Linked DNA regions of Gossypium hirsutum: region 1 is linked to region 2. The links are chromatin contacts, called in public Hi-C maps. All regions are on one chromosome and are shown on one strand. The core of a region is the stretch at or near the end of the contact, and the rest is flanking DNA. Distances in the headings are between cores, read along the strand shown. Region 1 holds the start of LOC107949560 (serine-threonine kinase receptor-associated protein). Region 2 has its middle 26 kb from the start of LOC121215439.

Evidence for each region. Hi-C and Micro-C count contacts between places; a contact is called where the count stands out from the background.
Region 1: a Hi-C map of leaf shows a contact between it and region 2, with 2.7 times the contacts expected there. The contact joins the promoter of LOC107949560 here to the enhancer-like site in region 2. A contact is called at or near these places in 7 of 34 Hi-C or Micro-C datasets (callus, hypocotyl, leaf and 2 more).

What each region holds. Positions count from the first base shown.
Region 1 is chrD03:13,442,097-13,444,796 of Gossypium_hirsutum_v2.1, reverse strand. It overlaps LOC107949560 (serine-threonine kinase receptor-associated protein), which reads left to right and starts at 1,301. Exons shown (of 7, transcript XM_016884255.2): 1 at 1,301-1,811; 2 at 2,348-2,483. The coding sequence starts at 1,694.
Region 2 is chrD03:13,268,387-13,271,086 of Gossypium_hirsutum_v2.1, reverse strand. It overlaps the pseudogene LOC107949557. Among protein-coding and RNA genes, the nearest start is that of LOC121215439, 26 kb to the right of the region's middle. Within about 2 kb of position 1,281, at least 5 of the 9 cell types and tissues checked have an H3K27ac peak or open chromatin away from gene starts, as enhancers often do.

The DNA of each region.
Region 1 (2,700 bases), core at 52-2,551, 170 kb before region 2:
TTTGTAAAAAACCCAGAGTTGTTGCCAAATTAGGGAGACTCACTAAGTATCAAAATATTGAACCCATATCCTTAAAAATTTTAGACAGGGAGAGAATAAGAGAAATGTGAGAGAGAAAAGTAACTTGTGTTGGGAGAAAAAAATAAAAGAATTGAAGATTTTTGGGTTTAGTGGGTGGGGAGAAATTTATTTTTTTATATAAAATAATTTATTTTATAAAATAATTATTTTTAAAAAATTTTGCGGATTTTTTAAATTTTTGGGAAAATATATTTTTATCAGATCATTTTCAAATATTTTATGGGGTCAATGCACCAATTATATAATTTTTTTAAAAAAAATCTATAAGTAATATTTTTTTTTACATTTTTTTGTGGGGTCAATTCGCACCAATTATATAATTTTTTTTAAAAAAATCTATAAGTAATATTTTTTTTTACATTTTTTTGTGGGGTCAATTCAATGGTGGCTCCGCCACTGTTAGATGGTCATTTAAGTAAATGGAGAAAATTACATTTTTGCTTATTTAAGTTTAGTATTTATTTATTTTAATTAACCATATGTTTAGTTATTTTTTTAATTTAATTAAATTTTTTTTCGTTTATCACATCATGTTATATTATTCATGTGGACTTGATGACTTGAAAAAAATATTGTACGTGTCGAATTTTCATTGCCTGGTTTATGATTTCACTAATGGTGTTAACACCAAGTACTATAATAAAACACATATTGATAGTTCAGGCACTACATTGGATATTTTCAAAGTACAAGTACCATATTAAACATTTTATGAAAGTATAAATATCATATAATAGAACACATAGTTCAAATATCACATTGAACATTTTATAAAACTGCAAGTACTAAATGTGATGTTATTCTATATATATATAATATAGATAATAGGAGTTAATATTTAGTACACTGGTAATGTACTTTTTTTTATTCCACAAATAATTTTAAAAAATTATTATGTAAATTTTTTAAAATATTTTTTTATACTACTATATAATACTTATCAACCTTTTAATTCTAACAAATATTTTTCCATCGCTAGTAGATGGTGGATGATGTAATTTTATTGTGATCACGATTGGATGAATAGAGTAAGAAATTTATACAAAAATTTCATTGCTTAATTTCGTAATTTGGGTTATGATATGGTGGGTAAGTTTGAATGGAAGTGGGTAAATATCTAAAAATTACACAAACACAGCAGCCCTTCTTTGCAAATACTAACAAAATGCCAAAATCTCACACTATTATATAAACCCCTCTTTCCCATGTTCTTCCTTGCTCTCAAAGCCCTTATATATTATATATTTTTCTTTTTTCTTTTTTTTTTGAAAAATATTCTTATCAATAAAAAATAGTGTTGATTTTCATATCCAAACACTTCTTGTTATCTAGCAATTTATAAATTTCCAGCGTCATAAAGAAATCAAACCCTACACTTAGGGTTTCCTCTCTATCCCCTTCTCTTAGAAAAAGAGAAAAGGAAAAACATTTCTTTTTAAGTATCATAATTTTTTGACAATTTCAGTTATGCAATATTGACCCACTTTGTTAAGATTAAGAAAAAAAAATCTTCTTTTTTGCTGTTAAACGAGATTGATCGAAAAGGATTAAGTATTTGTTTTATTGGGTTTTTAAAATTTTTTTTTACTATTTTTGTTGTTAAATTGGAGAAATGGAGAAGAAAAAGGTGACTGTGCCATTAGTGTGCCATGGGCATTCAAGGCCGGTGGTTGATTTGTTCTACAGTCCTATAACTCCTGATGGATTTTTTCTTATTAGTGCCAGTAAAGGTATGGGTTTCGGTTTTTATTATTGGTTCACGCCAATTTAAAATCTGGGCTTCTTTTGAATTTTGTTTTAGTGATCATTTAGGTATAATCAGCTATGTATCTCTGTCCAGTTACTCTAATGTTGAATTGGGTTTGGATTTTTCTTTTGAGTTAGTCTGTTCTGCTCTTCCGGATCATATTGATTTTCTGTTTTGAATTTTATTTATATATTTACTGTTTTAAACTGGCTTTTTAACTGCCAGTTTTTTTTCTTTTATTAATTATGTAGTAATGATTTTAGTCTCATTAGATTGAATTGCAGACTCTTAAGTAGACTTGTAGTTATGTGAATTCGATTCCAATGTTGATGTAAATTGCGTTGAGCAGGACTTTAGCTATTGTTTTGTTGTAAAAAACTGTAAGTTATTGTTGTTCTGTAACTTGAAATGGAATAGTAGTTTCGGAGCAGGAAATCTGATTTGTGGTTGATCGGATTGTCAACGGGATTTGTTTTAATGTTTATCAACTCTATTTCTAATGATGCGTTGGAAATTCAGACTCCAGTCCAATGTTAAGAAATGGGGAAACTGGAGATTGGATTGGTACATTTGAAGGGCATAAAGGTGCAATATGGAGCTCCTGCCTGGATACCAAAGCATTACGTGCAGCATCTGCCTCGGCTGACTTTTCTGCGTATGTAATTTTATTCAGCTATGAAATCACTTTTTTGGGGGAATGATTTTTTCTGTGCGTTCTTATACATTCCCAATTACTCCTCTGCATCCGTTTTTGTTCTCCATTTGGATTTATTTTCTATCAAGCACTCCCCTGGAAAAAATGGACCGCATCCTTGTGGGCTACTGGCTCTTTGTTCCTCATTAGCTCGTTCTGAGAAGAAGTATTGTTGATG
Region 2 (2,700 bases), core at 32-2,531:
TCTATTCACTATTTTTCTATTTACAAAAGAAAAAAAAAACACCAATAAAACAGAGCCTAAAATATTCAGACCCATATGATACTTACATTTCTTCTTCAGGTTCATTTTTCAAAGCATTTTTAGTTATGCACTCAAATGCTGCATCAACATTGAATCCTTCTTTTGCAGAGGTCTCAAAATACGGTATGTTTCCCTTTGAAGCACACCATGCTTTTACTTTCTTTTCAGAAACCTAAACCAGAAAGAAATAATCACATTCTTAAACTGTCAGAAAACTAAGTCACACACTCCTATTTGACACTATGAAAGGTTTAGGTGCAAGCCGAGAGGAGAAATGCATATGGGGAGGGCGCATGACAGCTTACCACTCGACTATTACCACCATCAACATCAACCTTATTTCCCAGCACAACAAACGGAAAATTTTCGGGGGTCAGATGGACTGGCCTGAACATTTAACATTCACAACATTATTAGTTCATTCTTCCAATTAAAATATTCTACACGTCATGTAGTAGAAAGTTACCTGAATCAGAAACTCTTCACGCCAATTATTAAGATTATCAAAGGACTTCATTACATTTACGTCATACACGAGTACACAGCAATCGGCACCTCGATAGAAGGCCACACCTAAACTTTGAAATCTTTCCTGCCCAGCAGTATCCCATATCTACACACAAAAACAGAGAATCAATGCCAACAAATGTAAAGAAGGCTTATTCTCAATACTTCCAATCAAAATAAAAATCTTCACAAAGAAGAGATAAAGGTTGGCTTGGTTACTACCGGTGTTATATGAACTTAGAAGTGAGTGTCTATCGTGAATGTCACTCAAACATATTTATAGCTTATTTATTTGTAAAAACAAGAAAATAAGTTGTTTCTACTTCGAAAAGAACAACATTTTACCTGCAATGTAAACAGTCTATCTTCATATTGAACCTCTTTTGTCAAAAAATCGGCTCCGATCGTCGCTTTGTACTGATTACTAAACTTACGATTAACATACCTAATTCAAATAAAAATAAATAATAACTAGAACACTAGAACGAACAATTTTAAATTTCAAAAACCTAAGAAAAAGTTTTAAAGATTACTGATTCATGAGAGATGTCTTTCCAACCCTAGAAATTTAAAAATCAAAAGAAAAGGCTTGTCAACAAAAATCAAAATCAAAATGGAAATCAATGAAAATTTAATAAAAAGTTAAATTCTAATGTAAACAATAAATCTAAGACTTAAAGTGAGATGATAATAAGATTTACCCACTGTTACCGAGAATTATGACCTTTAGAAGCATACGCCGACAAGAAGCCATGGGATTCAATTTTCGACTTTGATTATTAAGCTTAGTATTTTATATATATATTTAAAAGCATCTATAATTTCAGAGAAACTTAAGAGGAACTGAAAATTCGAGTGATCTTTTTCTCCAAAAAAAATCCAAATTCTGTTGCAAACAGTTACAAGTTCTTCAGTTTTCTGCCACCCAAACTCGATTCTTTTCCAAAAACGCCCCTATTTAAAATCTAATTTCAATTCGCTTAAAAAACTAGTATGGTTTCAGTAACCTTCATGTTGGATGAATTGATTCTTTTTACCAAATTATAGACCGAATATTTGAAGGTAAAAATATGTTTTGATTACATTTTAAATTTAATCTCAATAGTTTCATTTTCTAGAAATTTAGTATTTTAATTTTTTGGATTTAAAATTTTTACTCCATTTGTTAACACAGCTATAATTTTTTTGTTAAACTTGTTAGTGTAACATACTAAAAACTAAAAAAAAAAATATTACTCAATTGGCAACCATATAACAAAAAAGTTGACATTGTAATAGGCTTAAATTTAATAAAGAATTTTAATAGTGTTCTCAATTCTTAAAAATTCACATCAATATATTTTAATCAAAATAAAGTATTTAGACTGGCTAGAAAAGTTGAATATCAAATTATGTAAAAAAAAATAAGTATAAAGATAAAATTTCAAATTTGAACATAGCATAGGGACTAAATTTGAAAATTGACCATTATTATTTAATCTAAAAAAGAAGAAACAAACACTATGTATTTGGACATGTATACTTAAACCTTTTAATTAAAATAAAATATTTAGATTATAAAAGTTGAGGTACAAAATTATGTGTTCTACCCCAAACTCAACACTAATGATAAATTTGAATGTAAGATGTCACATTTATTATCGAAGCAACTTAGACGATGATCATCCATTTCATCAAGTTTAGTAATTAATTTTTAAAATATTTTTTATAAAAACATAAAAAATTAATAAATTCAATTATAGAACTTTAAAATAATGTTGAAACCATTTAAAATCAAGTTATTAGGGTTTGAAAGTGTTTAAAACCAAAAACGAGTCTGGAAATGTCAAGAATACTCAAAACAAGGGACTAGTATCGACACCTCTATCCCTGGAGCCAAAAATTGCCTTAAAACCCACTTGTTCTGATACCTAAGAGCTTAATGCTAAAATATGAACTTAAAGGACTCAAAAATTAAGTTTAAAACATAAAATACACCAACCAGAATACCTTTAAACATAATGAACATAAAACATGCTAAAGAACAACCAATTACAAGGAAAATTCCTTCATGAAACCTACTTAAATTGAACCATCATTTATCTCAAACATGCTCATCATATAGACATTTACATACACAAAGCATAACCTTCA